Linked DNA regions of Oryctolagus cuniculus: region 2 is linked to region 1. The links are chromatin contacts, called in public Micro-C maps. All regions are on one chromosome and are shown on one strand. Each heading gives the region's core, a stretch centred on a gene start, on an enhancer-like site or on the middle of the called end of the contact. The rest is flanking DNA. Distances are from core to core; before and after follow the strand shown. Region 1 holds the start of EXOC7 (exocyst complex component 7). Region 2 holds the start of MRPL38 (mitochondrial ribosomal protein L38).

What was found. Hi-C and Micro-C count contacts between places; a contact is called where the count stands out from the background.
Region 2: a contact with region 1 is called in a Micro-C map of ear pinna, with 6 times the contacts expected there. The contact joins the promoter of MRPL38 here to the promoter of EXOC7 in region 1. A contact is called at or near these places in 2 of 6 Hi-C or Micro-C datasets (ear pinna and an unstated tissue).

Annotation. Positions count from the first base shown.
Region 1 is chr17:4,588,656-4,595,227 of mOryCun1.1, reverse strand. It overlaps EXOC7 (exocyst complex component 7), which reads right to left and starts at 2,900. Exons shown (of 20, transcript XR_011383352.1): 1 at 2,753-2,900; 2 at 2,537-2,602; 3 at 713-897; 4 at 477-582.
Region 2 is chr17:4,758,093-4,765,490 of mOryCun1.1, reverse strand. It overlaps MRPL38 (mitochondrial ribosomal protein L38), which reads right to left and starts at 6,123. Exons shown (of 9, transcript XM_070060293.1): 1 at 5,923-6,123; 2 at 5,643-5,822; 3 at 3,687-3,821; 4 at 3,402-3,610; 5 at 3,035-3,107; 6 at 2,854-2,899; 7 at 2,236-2,394; 8 at 1,979-2,115; 9 at 1,531-1,740. The coding sequence starts at 5,989. The coding sequence ends at 1,604. It overlaps TRIM65 (tripartite motif containing 65), which reads right to left and starts at 716. Exons shown (of 5, transcript XM_070060292.1): 1 at 1-716. The coding sequence starts at 385.

The DNA of each region.
Region 1 (6,572 bases), core at 1,651-4,150:
CCTGCCACCCACGTGGGAGACCCACACGGAATCCGGGCTCCTGTTTCAGTCTGGTCCAGCCCCGGCTGCCGTAGGCATGAGGGGAGGAAACGGGTGGACGGGAGATTTCTCCCTCTCTCTGTCGTCCCCTGCATCGTCATCTCCCATCGCAGGGTGAGCATAAGCAGGAGGCCGGGGCTCCACGCCCCGAGCGTGCACTTAGAAAGGTTACGATGGCAAACCTTGTATGATGCATGTTTACCACGATAAGCCGCAAATCAGCTCTAGAAACCAAATGCTGCATTTACACCTTCTATGCGGTTTACACGTACACCTACGCCATCTGAAGCAGAGGTCTTGCCTTCGACGCATGCGTATCAGGTTGCAGTCCGCCCTGTGTTCTCCACAGCCCTCTCCATGCTGACCCAGCGTGCCCCGGGCGATGGGGACCGGGCTGCGCGTCCCCTCACCTCTCCCACGGCCCCTCGGCCCCTTACCACTTTGTTGAGCTCCGGGCTGTCTGGGCTGTTGTCCTGGAAGTACTCCACAGCCTTCTGGATCTTGGCCATGCTCCCCAGGTACTCCTCCAGCCTCCCTGTGGGGCTGCGGCGGAAAGGACCCGGCTCAGCGGGAGGGGGAGGGGGAGCACGCGGTGCGGGGCTGCACGGTCAGGCATTCCACGGCCCCTTCCGCGGCCCAGGGCACTGGGCCAGGACCCGAGGGCCGGGCTCACCCCTCCCTGATGATCCTCTCGGTGTCGCTGGCCACGTGGTAGTAGCTGATGACGTGGTCCAGGCAGGACAGCGTCTTCTCCACGTTCTCCTGCAGCCGCTGCAGGTTCTCCGTCTGCTTGTGCACGGGGATGATGGAGTTCTCCAGCCTCATGAGACGGCTCTCGAAGGACGACAGGATGGACACCTGCGGGGAGGCCCCGGCGTTCAGCGCCCTCAGCACCGCGGTCTCTGCGCTTCCACACGGGAAGCTCCACGCGGGAAGGGACAGGATGGACCCGTCCCCCGCTGCATCCCTCATGTGCCTGACACAGAGCAGGTGGTCCAAAACGTGCCAGCTGAAATTTGGGGGCTGGCACTCTGGGCTAAGCCTCCTCCTGTGGCACTGGCATCCCATATGGGCGCCAGTTTGTCTCCTGGCTGTTCCTCTGCTACGGCCTGGGAAAGCAGTGAAGACGGCCCAAGTGCGTGGGCCCCTGCATGGCAGACCCAGAAGCAGCTCCCGGCTCCCGGCTTCACATGGGTGCAGCTCCGGCTGTCGCGGCCATCTGGGGAGTGAACCAGTGGATGGAAGACCTCTCTCACAGACCTCCCCCATCTCCCTGTAGGAGGCGCAGGAGAAACCCAAAAAGAGGAAAAAGCAAAAGCCCCAGGAGGCTCCTCAGGAGAACAGGATAGAGCAGCCGCCTGCCTCTTCCTCCAAACCTAAGAAAAGGAAATCTTTTCCCAAGGAGGAGCTGGTCTGTCTCTCCCTCTCTCTGTCTGTACGCTACCTCTCAAACAAACAAATCTTTAAAAAGAAAAAAGGAAAAAAGGTCGGCGCCGCGGCTCACTAGGCTAATCCTCCGCCTGCGGCACTGGCACACCGGGTTCTAGTCCCTGTCGGGGCGCAGGATTCTGTCCTGGTTGCTCCTCTTCCAGGCCAGCTCTCTGCTGTGGCCAGGGAGTGCAGTGGAGGATGGCCCAAGTGCTTGGGCCCTGCACCCCATGGGAGACCAGGAGAAGCACCTGGCTCCTGGCTTCAGATCAGCGCGGTGTGCCAGCCGTGGTAGCCATTTGGAGGGTGAACCAACGGGAGGAAGACCTTTCTCTCTGTCTCTCTCTCTCACTGTCTAACTCTGCCTGTCAAAAAGAAAAAAAAAAAAAAGATTTGAAGGCAAAATAAGCATCAAATTAATTCTTCCTAGAGTAATCACCCCAGACTTCTACCCTGAGAAGCCAAGTCTCGATTTCTGTTCTCAGCGAAGCCTTCTCAGGCGGAAGGTAAAGCCGCTTCACACAGAGCAGCCTCAACGGCACTGCCGGTGCCCCCGAAACCCTCTCCCACCATCAGCACTGAGACTTCACTACAGGGTGACAAATAAAAGTCCAAACCCATCATTCACTCAATTCGCGCTCGTCCAGTCTCCGCTAGGAATGCAGACTCATTTACTGAGCGCCTGCTGTATACCAGGCCGTGGGTTCACAGCAATAGCTCTCACGGCCTCCAGACTGGGAGGTTGACCTTGACGCTGCGGCTCCGAGGCACCTGTCGGGAGCCACAGAAGGGGGACTGGGGGCACGGACCAGATCTCGGCTCTGAATTCAGAGCTCCTCCTACCCCAGAGCCCCTGGGACCGCCCATCGCCGAAAGGACCTGCACTGGACGGTACCCGGACCACTACATGGACAGACGGAGCGCGGCAGGGCCGCAGCGTCCCCAGCCAGGGGCCGGAACACGGGGAGGGCGCACGGTGGCAGCTGTCCACTGTGGCTGGGGAGCCCCGCCTCGCCCCCGGCGCCCCCGGCCCTGGGCTCTCCCCCGGGGCCCGCGAGCCCCTCCTCACCATGTTCTTGGTGAGCTGGTCGCTCTTCTCCAGGCTGTCTCGGATGAAAGACAGCGTCTCCTCCTCCTGCGGGGAGCGGAGAGCGGGCCATTAGCAGAAGCAGAGGGCTGACCCAGCCCACCGCTTCCCGGCCCCCCGGCCAAGCCCCCAGCCCCTCTCCCACCACTGCCCCGGCCCGGCTCCCGGCCCCTGCCCCTCACCGCGTGCCCAGCCCACCTGCTTCAGCTTGTCTTCGATCTCCCGCCGCCGGGCGGACGCCTCTTGCGGGGGAATCATCGCTCCAAACCGTGCGGCCTCCACTCCTCAGCGTCTTCCCGCAGCGGGCCCGCTCGGCTCCCGTCCCTGTCACACCCACTTCCGCCCTTAGCCCCGCCCCGGGCGCGTGTGGAGCCATGTTGGGAGTGGCAGGCAGAAATGCGCCTGCGCAGAGCTCAGGCATAGGCATGGGTGGGCGGCCATTTTAAGTGTGGCAGGAGAGGAAGGCAGACCCGGAGCGCCCTGTTTTCTGTCGGTGCTGACTCGCGCTTTGGGTGCAGGCGCCAAAGTTCTCCTTCCCCTTCCTTTGCCTGCCCACCCTGCCTGCGGCCCCATTCCCTGGGGAAGCACATGGCGGTACTGCTTCCTGCTTTGTTAGTCGCCCTGGGTCCAGGTGTCCGGGCACGGGCAGGCATAGAATGCGGCAGGTGCTGTGGGGTAGCAAGGTTTGGGGCTGTCAGGTGGTTGGGCACAAGTGACGGGGGTGGGGAGGGTTGGAGGCACAAAACCGTCATCCGAGGGTCACCCGGCTTTCAGTTTAACTTGTGTTTAAAGTACTCTGATACAGTGGCGTCCAGGCAAACCATTTACAAACCTAAGTCTAGTTTGTAGCCACATGCCCAGACAGCCCAAAGGGCTGCAGCTCCCAGGTGTCAATCACAAATGCCAATCATGGTCAGAGCCGCACTAGTCAACGCCCCTCAGTCTTTAGGGATAAAAGCCCCAAGCCAGGAGGAAGGGTTGCCAAGTGCTCTCTGGACTGGCGGAAGGTACCTCGTGGAACCTCCACCTGGGTCTCCCCCGTGGGCGCAGGGGCCCACGCACTTGGGCCCCATCCGGCTTTCCCGGGCGCCTTAGCAGGGAGCTGGATCTGCAGGGGAGCAGCCGGGACTGGAACCCGCGTCCCTACAGGAAGCCGGTGTCACAGGCGATGAGCAGGCAGCTGGGCCCGCTGTGCCACGGCTGGGATAGGAAGCTGATGTCGCAATGCACAGAGCAAGGCGCTGGGCAGCCATGGGCCTGATTCCTGGGCCACTGAGGAGGAGGGGCGAAGGGTCTCGCGGAGGAAGCTGGAACGAGATGGGTGTGCAGTGCCTGTGTGGGCTCCTGGTTGGGTGGTGGTAGCCCGCCTTCCCCTGGTTAGCCAGGCTGCGGTGTTCTCTGTGTAATGTTATGGTGGCCCCGCGGGCTTCAGTCTGGGGGCTACAGGCAGGTGTGGTTACTTTCTAGCCGGACCTGGCGTTCCCTGAAGAGAAGCCCCTCCAGTCAATGCCCACCACCACGCCGGCAATGACCTCTTGCACCCAGTGATTGGAGCCTGGTGGGCCGGCTCTCCCTCGCTCTTCGGGCATGGTTCACCTGCTAGCAAAAGGCAGGGGGGCCGGCGCTGCGGCTCACTAGGCTAATCCTCCACTTTGCGGCGCCAGCACACCGGGTTCTAGTCCCGGTCGGGGCGCCGGATTCTGTCCCGGTTGCCCCTCTTCCAGGCCAGCTCTCTGCTGTGGCCAGGGAGTGCAGTGGAGGATGGCCCAAGTGCTTGGGCCCTGCACCCCATGGGAGACCAGGAAAAGCACCTGGCTCCTGCCATTGGATCAGCGCGGTGCGCCGGCCGCGGCAGCCACTGGAGGGTGAACCAATGGCAAAGGAAGACCTTTCTCTCTGTCTCTCTCTCTCTCACTGTCCACTCTGCCTGTCAAAAAATAAAAAATAATAATATTAAAAAAAAAGGCAGGGGGGTACTTGCTAAGCTGCGGGAGGGCTGGGAGGCTGTCCTCACGGGGCCCAGCCCCTGTGTGCTGCATGTTCTCACCTGCCCTTCCAGTCCTAAGTGTAGCTTTGTAGCGCACTGCCAGTCACCGAGAGCCTCATGTTTGCGCTGGCCCCAGCTGTCTGGTCTCGGTGATGCACCTGCAGCCCGGCACAGACGGGAGGCTGGGGCCCGGGAGGTCCAGGCGCCGAGTGCACGCAGCTGGTGGAGTGGGCCCCACAGGCCTGGCTGGGACTGTGCAGAGCGGGCCAGCTGGTCTCCAGGAAAACTCACTGTGAAAAGCAGGCTGTTTGTGACAACCGTCCCTCTTGGAGTGTGGACAGAACTTTGAAAAATGAGTTGAACTTGCTCTGGGCTCCGCGTCAGCCGTGTGGGCAGGGAGGCATGGATGGATTCAGGGAAGCGGCGGCCCAGCCGGGCTTCGCAGAAATAACAGGCGGAAGGCGAGCGGCCAGCATGGGAGGCGCAAGACAAATGACCTTTCCCGAGCCTTCGGAAGTGTCCCAAGGCGGCCAAATTCTGGTCGGAATGTAGGTGTTCCGGAACAGTAGACTGTCACGGCCTCCGGCTCGGGTGCGGGGAAGGTGGGCTTCGGGCGGGCAGGGCCGATCTCTCATTAACCGGAGCTGGCCGTGGGTGGAACGTGATTGGCTACAGTGATCGGCGCTGGCCGTGGGTGGAACGTGATTGGCTACAGTGATCGGAGCTGGCTGTGGGTGGAACGTGATTGGCTACAGTGATCGGCGCTGGCCTGGGTGGGATGTGATTGGTTACAGTGATCGGCGCTGGCCGTGGGTGGAACGTGATTGGCTACAATGATCGGCTCTGGCCTGGGTGGGATGTGATTGGCTACAATGATCGGCTCTGGCCTGGGTGGGATGTGATTGGCTACAATGATCGGCGCTGGCCTGGGTGGAACGTGATTGGCTACAATGATCGGCGCTGGCCTGGGTGGGTTGTGATTGGCTATAATGATCGGCGCTGGCCGTGGGTGGGTTGTGATTGGCTACAGTGATCGGCGCTGGCCGTGGGTGGAACGTGATTGGCTACAATGACCGGCGCTGGCCTGGGTGGGAAGTGATTGGTTTACAAGCACCGTGTAGCCCAGGGCGCGCTGGAAAGGAGGCCGGGGTGAACCTTCGGAAGGGCGCCGACGCGCAGGGTCCCGCCGTGCACATCACCGCGGCAGAGGCGGCAGGAGGAGGCGCGCGGCCCTGTGCGGACCCTGCCTGTGCCGGGCGGTGGGCTCTCCGCTCGCGGCGCCCGGGGCTGGGGGCTGCAGATGCTGTCGCAGGCCGGGTGCCACTCACGGCCCCCCCGCCCCCCGCCAGAGCTCCTCTGCAGGAGGCAGGGCGGACCCCCTCGTTCCGACAGGTGAACACTTCAGTGGTCCGGCCGTGGCCACCGGCAAAGTGCGCGCCCTGACCCGGCCACGGGGCAGGGCAGGTCTGCGTTCCTTGGGGCGGCAGCCGCTTTGCCTCCGACAGACGGGGCCGGGGCGGGGGGTGCACAGACACTCACGAGGACAGAGAGGAGGCTCCCGTTTCTGCAGATGGAGCCGCCCGGAAGACAATTCAGTTTCCTGTTTTAGAAACCGCAGGGCACCGCGGGGCCGGCTGACAGCCATCCCGAGGGGAATTGTTCCCTGAAACCCTTTTAGGTACAAAACAGAATAGAAAAGGCCCAGGGTGTGCAAAGCCCCGGCTGGTAGGGCGCGGGCTTGCACCTGCAGCTCGTTTTTTTTTTTTTTTTTTTAAATACCATTCAGTTTCTTTTTCTTTTCTTTTCTTTTTTTTTTTTTTTAAAGATTTGTTTGTTTATTTGAAAGTCAGAGTTACACAGAGAGAGGAGAGAGAGAGAGAGGTCTTCCATCTGCTGGTTCACTTGCCAGATGGCCGCAACGGCTGGAGCTGTGCAGATCCGAAGCCAGGAGCCTCCTCCGGGTCTCCCACGTGGGTGCAGGGCCCGAGGACTTGTGCGTCTTCCACTGCCTTCCCGGCCACAGCAGAGCTG
Region 2 (7,398 bases), core at 4,874-7,373, 170 kb before region 1:
CCAGCAGCGCCCGCTCGTGGTCGCCACACTGGTGCGCGGTGCACGCGCTGCACACGCAGCGGCCCTCCGTGCGGCAGAAGAGCTCGAGCGGCCGTCCGTGGCGGGGACAGCGCGCGCCGGGCTCTGCGCCCGCCTCGGGCGCCAGGGCCAGGCCGGGCGCGGAGCGCAGCGCCTCCAGCACGCCGCTGAGCGTCACGTTGCGGCGCAGCTCGGCGCGGTCCGGGAAGGGCTCCCGGCACTCGGGGCACTTCTTCTCGCGGCGGTGCCACCAGTCCTGGATGCAGCGCTTGCAGAAGTTGTGGCCGCAGGGCAGCGTCACCGGGTCCCTGTAGAGCACCAGGCAGATGGCGCAGGTCAGCTTTTCCTCCAGCAACTGCGCCGCCATGGCGGAGGCAGGGCAGGTCCCGATCGCAGGGCCAGGGCCGAGCTTCTTAAAGCAACCGCGAGCTGCCCGGACCACGCCTAGGACGGCGAAGGGGCCTGCGCTGGGCGCGCGGACAGGGCGCTCTCCCGTCCCACCCTGGGGGACCCTCAGCCCAGCCTCTAAGGCCAGGGAACGTCCGTCATCCCCGCGTGAAAGTCCCGGAGGCAGCACGGCCTTCCGGGTCGGGTGATTACCCGGAAAGGCCGAGGTGCGCCCGCCCCGCGCTTGCCAGCTGGGGTGTTCCCTTCGCTGGGCTACACGTAATTTTAGTTTAGTTTAGTTTTGTTTTTTGTTTTTTTTTTTTTTAATTTTTTGACAGGCAGAGTGGATAGTGAGAGAGAGACAGAGAGAAAGGTCTTCCTTTGCCGTTGGTTCACCCTCCAATGGCTGCCACGACCGGCGCACCGCGCCTATCCGAAACCAGGAGCCAGGTACTTCTCCTGGTCTCCCATGGGGTGCAGGGCCCAAGCACTTGGGCCATCCTCCACTGCACTCCCGGGCCACAGCAGAGAGCTGGCCTGGAAGAGGGGCAACCGGGACAGAATCCGGCTCCCCGACCGGGACTAGAACCCGGTGTGCTGGCGCCGCAGGTGGAGGATTAGCCTAGTGAGCCGCGGCGCCGGAATTTTAGTTCTTTTAAACAGCGAGATGGGAACTCCTGGTCCCAGGAGGCACCTAGCAGAGGCTCTCCCAAAGGCCCCTCAATGGGCACCTGCGAGCCTCCCCCTCCCCAGGGCCAGGTGTCCCGGAACCCCCATTTTTGGACCACGTCCCTCGAGCTGCGCAGAGCGGAGGTGGTGGCCCAGGAGTCTCCGGGCGCAGGCTAAGGCCTTTCTTCCTGGGAGGGGTCCCAAAGCCCGGGGACACAGTACTGCCTGTCTGGCAGGGGGCTCGTGGTGGCCCCCTGATCCGTACTCAGCACTGGGAGATCTCTTTCAGGAGCCCACTGCCTGCTTTCTCTCTGAACTCTTCCAGCCACTGGTGGCAGGACCCCCACATGCCCCGCAGTGGAGGCGAGGGGCACTTCCTGGCGGGGAAGCAGCCCCCTCCCACCCATGCAGCCCCGGGGGCGCTCCAGCCACTCGCGAACGCAGGCCCAGACCAGGCACGCGGGAAACATCTTTATTGGCACTCCAGCACCGCCCCGAGCGCCCCTTCTCTCGGCTTCCCTCTGGCTCCTCAGTAGATGCCGTAGGAGGGCTCCTGACTGTCCCTGTACCGGTCCAGATAGCGCAGGGGCTGCCTGTGCGGGAAGCGCTTCTGCCTGGGGTGGTAAGGGGGCGGCCGCACGAACTCGAACACCGGCTCCCGCATGTCTGTGATGGGGGGGGGCTCCCGTCAGTCCCGACAGGGCTGCCCCGGGACGGACAGGGGCAGCGTGGGGCGCCCCAGCCCGAGTGCCCCCCCTTACCCAGGAGCTGGTGGAAGACGTGGGTGACGGAGTCATGCCCCCCCTTACCCAGGAGCTGGTGGAAGACGTGGGTGACGGAGTCATGCCCCCCCTTACCCAGGAGCTGGTGGAAGACGTGGGTGAAGAGTCATGCCCCCCCTTACCCAGGAGCTGGTGGAAGATGTGGGTGACGGAGTCATCCCAGCGGCACTGGAAGAAGGCCAGGCCGGCTGGGGTCATGGCTGCCTGGTGCTTCTTGTAGAAATCAAAGGTGCGGAAGGTGCGCTGGGCCAGCCGGTAGCTGTGAGGGTGGGCAGCGTGAGTGCGGGGGAGCCCCGGGCCTGCCTGACCCGCAAGGCCTGGGTGGACAGAGGCAGCCCGAGCGCCCACCGCGGGGACCGCGTGTCGGGGTGTGGATTACCAGGGGGAGGGCCGGCTGTCCTCCGAGAAGTCGATGGGCTCGGCCTGCTTGAAGAGCAGGAAGACACAGCGGTGGAAGCCGGAGCCGCGGGCGGGGAACGGGGGCAGGTAGGGACAGGTCTCCTGTCCCTCTGCCACCCGGCTGCCCGGGATGTTGGTTCTGTCGGGGGGGACAGCATCTGCTGAAACCCCCAGCGGGGGAGGCGGGGAACACAGACCCTGGAGGTCAATGCGCGTCTCTGGACACACCCAGACGCACTGGACGGGACGGGAGGGGAGGGCTGGAGCAGCGGCTCAGGGCCGTGACGCCAGCAGGCCGTATCCAGAGACCATCGGGATGACACGAGGCTGAGCGGCTGGGGTCCCCTGCCCGGCCCCGCCTCCTGGCCTGCTCAGAGCCACGGCCACTGAGAACAAGGCGGCTGGGCCCAGGCACGCAGGGAGCGAGGCCCAGCGGCTCAGCGAGCATCTGGAGGCGTGGCAGCTGCCAGAGGCCTCTCGGGTCCTCTCCCCCTCTGCCCGTCTCCGCGTCCGATGGTGGGGAGGTATGGGCGACCCTCGTGAGCCGATGCAGCGCGTGGGGACTGGCTGCTCCTCCCAGCCCCCCCCAGGTACTCACACCAACCAGTGGAGGTACTCGGCGTCCGGCTCCAGCAGGTGCCCATCTGCAACGCAAACACACCCCACTCACCACGGGGGGAGCTGCAGCTCCGGCTCTGGAGCCAGGGACCCCCCCAGCTCCCCAGGGCCCTGGCCCATGGGAGCAGAGGCAGGAGGCCGAGCGGGCCCAAGACACCTACCCAGGTTGGTGAGCAGCAGGGTCCACCTGGAGCCCTCCTCTGCCTCGTAAGTCACCTCTGGGGCGCGGGCAGCCTGGTGGGGAGAACAGACCGGTCACTCCCACCGGACGGCCGGGTGGGCGCCGAGTGCCCTCCACAGCCCCGCCCACAGCAGCCCCGAGTTCTTTATGGAGCCCTACGGAGCGGCCTGTCCCCAGATCGGACCCCCAACAGGCCAGCGGCCAGGAGGGCACCCAGAGGCGGTGGGCCAGTCTCTGTGCTGTCATGGTGCTGTCTCCCAAGAAAGCAAAGCAACAGAGAGTGGCAAAGCCGCACCCGGGCCTGCCTGAGCACCCAGGGCAGGCAGGAGCGCGCGGCGAGCCCTCACCTCGGTCGGGGTCACCTCATTGCCGTAGTACACGGGCACCAGGTCCTCATCACCCACGGCGTAGGCCACGTGCAGGGGGACACGGGGCACGAAGGTGGCCCCGTGGAACAGGTCTCGGTAGAGGCCGCAGTACTTGGCCACACGCTGCTTGTGGTAGGGGCCGCACGTCCGCTCCCACTCGGCCCGCACGGCCTCCAGGGGGATGCTGGCTGGGAAGGAACGTGCCCGTTGGGGTGCAGGGTGGGGGCAGGGACGCACCCGGGCTCCCTCCCGCGAGGGCTTCACCTGTGCGGAGGCGGGCGGCCTGCTCCTCCCGCGGGTTGGCCCGCAGTTCCCGGAGGGCCTGTTTCCGTTCCAGCAGCTGCTGGGCCCGGCTGACCTGGGGTGGGGGCAGCCCAATGTCGATCTCACCTCTGGGATCTGGGGAGGGGAGAAGTGTTGGAAGAAGGCCAGGTCTCGGTGGAGCCCCTGTCCCTACCCAGTCCTCACCGTGATGTGCGCCTCCCAGCTTCAACAGGGACCAATGCTGCACAAATCCCACACAATTTTTTTAAAGGCTTATTTATTTGAGAGGCAGAGTTACAGAGAGAGGTCCTCTATCTGCTGGTTCACTCCCCGATGGCTGCAAGGGCCGGAGCTGGGCCAATCCCAAGTCAGGAGCCAGGAGCTTCTTCCAAGTCTCTCAGGTGGGTGCAGGGGCCCAAGCACTCGGGCCATCCTCCACTGCTTTCATAGGCGCATTAGCAGAGAGCCGGATCAGAAGAGGAGCAGCCGGGGCACCAACTGGCACCCACGTGGGCTGCCGGCACTGCAGGCGGAGGCTTTATCCACTGCACCACAGCGCGCGCCCCCAGGCCCATGTAACTGGAGGCTGCACTTTCTGAACCCCAAGCCAGGCCACTGTTATCTAGGTCAGGGGAAATCAGGTGGACGGCCATCCCAATTATGCAGCCAGGCACAGCACCTGTGCCCTGAGTGCCAGGAGCAGGCAGTTAGAACTCAGGGGACAGCGTGGTGGCACAGCAGGTTAAGCTGCCGCTTGCCACGGCAGCGTCTGCTATCTGAGTACCAGGTTCGAGTCCCGGCTGCTCTACTTCCGATCCAGCTTCCTGCTGATACGCTTAGGAAAGCAGCAGAGGACGGCCCACTGCACCCGCGTGGGAGACCAGGATGGAGCTCCTGGCTCCTGGCTCTGGTCTGACCCAGGCCCGGCTGTTGCAGCCATCTGGAGGGTGGGCCAGCGATGGATAATCTCTCTCCCTCTCAAGTAAGTAAACCTGAACAACAGTGGAAAACCCCTTCTCACATTTTAATGGAGACACATCACACCAGCTCTATTTACTCAACGTGCATCTGCTTTTCATCTATCCGAAAGGCAGAGCAACAGACGGGAAGGTCTGTCCGCAAAGCTGGTGCCAGGGCCAGCTGGGTCTCCCACGTGTGTGCCAGGGCCCAGGGGCTCAGGTCACCTGCCGCCTCCCCGGGGCACCAGCAGGGCACTGGATCAGAAACAGAGCAACTGGGAATCGAACCGGTGCCCATGAGGGATGCCGGCATCACAGGCTGTGTGGCTGAACCTGCTGCACCCCAGCACCGGCCCCCAGTCCAAGAACTTCAGTGGGGCTGGGGGTGGCATTGTGGTACAGCAGGTCTGCCTCTGGCTGCAGTGCCGGCATCCCACGTGGGCGCCAGTTCAAGTCCCGGCTGCTCCGCTTCCAATCCAGCTCCCTGGGACAGCAGTGGAGGGCGGCCCAAACGACCTGCTTGGTGAGACGCGGATGGAGTTCCGGGACCCTGGCTTCGAAGCGTAGCCCAGTCTGGCCATTTGGGGAGTGACCCAGCGCACGGAAGGCACGTCTCTCCCTCTGCCTTTCAGTGGACACACATCCTTTAATTTTCACACAACTGTGTGATAAAACACAATCGTTTTATTCTGCAGTTGAGAAACCGAAGCCTAAGCGACAGCAGCTCAGAGCCTACGTGCCCGGCGCCCTGGGATGAGGGGTCCCGTGGTGGGCAGGGCGGGCAGGGTACCTGGCGAGCTGGGGGAGGCGCGAACAGGACGTGGGGGGCGTGACCGCACACGGGGCGTCCCACGCGGGAACAAGGCAGGGGTGGGGCCCTAGTAACAGGGGTGAGGGGGGAGTTTCCCAGTAGGCCGCGCCGAGGACGTGAACCAAGGAGCCGACAGCGGACATCGAATGACGCCCCGAGCCCGCGCCCGCGCCCGCCGCCCCGCACCTGTCTCGGCCCCGAAGTACTCCCGGTAGGTCCGCCACCAGTGCGGGGCCCGCGCCTCCTGCTCGGCCCGGCGCCGATAGCGGTCGAAGCCGCGGTACTTCTCCAGCCGCTCCAGGTCGCTCACGTCGATGTCCTCGTTGGGCATCGGCCCGAGCGGGGCGGTCCGGCGGCTGAGCGCGGCTGCAGGCAGAGAGCGGGCGTCAGGCCAGCGGGAGCGGGGGGCAGGCCGGCTCGAGCTCCGGGGAACCTCCGAAGGCTCGCGCCCCCCAGGTCCCCTCACCCGAGGTGCTGAAGCCCCGCCAGCTCCGACTCCCACGCAGCACGGCTCGCCACCAGGGCGCCGCCATCTTTAGCCCGGCAGCCACTGTCTCTCCCGTAGCCCCGCCCCGGAAGCAGCGCTCCTCTCTAGAGACCCCGCCCCGGAAGCAGCTCGCATCGAAGCCCCGCCCCCGGAAGCAGCTCTCATCGAAGCCCCGCCCCGGAAGCAGTGCTCCTCTCCCGAGGTCCCGCCCCGGAGTCCGCGCCCCGGCAGTCGGGCGGCAGACGACGCCTTCCGGAAGTCCCGAGCCCTTTCCGCGGGCGGCCACCAGGGGGCGGCCGAGGCCGAGAGTAGAGCGAACGCCGAGCTCCCGCAGCGGTGCGGGCCTGGGTGGGAGCGCGCGGCGCGAGCTGGATTGTGGAACCGCAGCGCGGGGGGTTGAGGTCCACACTGTGACCTCCCCTTGGGCCCTGCCGTTTCCTCATTTGGGAAGAGCGCCGCGAGCCGCCCCAGAGGGAGGAGGCCGGCCAGCCCTGTCGGCATCGCTTCTGCGCACCTGCTCCGTGGTGCGCACCTGCTCCGTGGTGTGCACCTGCTCGTGGGCGGGGGGGCGGCGGCGCCCAGGCTCGGGGTGTTGCCTGGCCCCTCCGCACGTGAAGACACGCAGTGAGAGGCTCCAGGCTTGCTGGCCACCCGGGTGGTGATCTCTCCCCATCCTGACCTCCACTCAGTTGGGACTCGCTTGGCATCTTTAAATCTTTATTTGAGACAGGAACTGTCCATCCACTGGTTCCCCAAACGCCCACAGCAGCCTGGCGGAAGCTAGTGATGTCCTCCGGGTCTCCCACACGGGTGTAGGGGCCCAAGTACCTGGGCCATCCTCTGCTGCTTTTCCTAGGACATCAGCGGGGAGTTGGTCGGGAAATGGAGCGGCTGGGACTCGAACTGGCTCCTTATGGGATGCGGCACCACAAGCAGCTTCCCCGGCTATGCCCCGGCGCCGACCACGCCATCTTTTTTTAAATCCTTGTTACTTTGCATGGATATTTTTCTAGAAGGAGCTGAGTTAAGTGTTTGGGTTTTGATCTTAAGAATTTTTTTTAATGATTAAAAATAAGATTATTTGAAAGGCAAAGTTAGCGAGAAGGTGAGACAAAGATCTTCTATCCCCTGGTTCATTCCCCAAATGGCTGTAATGGCTGAGTCTGGAACTCCATCCAGGTCTCGTGGTGGGTGGCAGGAGCCCACGCACTTGGGCATCATCTGCTGCTTTCCCAGGTCCATTAGTGGGGAGCTGGGTCAGAAGTGGAGCAGCCAGCACTCGAACTGGCGCTCATATGGGATGCCGGTGTCACAGGCAGTGGCTTAGCCCACTGTGCCACAGCACTGCCCCCCCAATTTTTCTTTTTTCTTTTTTTTTTTTTTTTATTTGACAGGTAGAGTTATAGATAGTGAGAGAGAGGGACAGAGAGAAAGGTCTTCCTTCCGTTGGTTCAC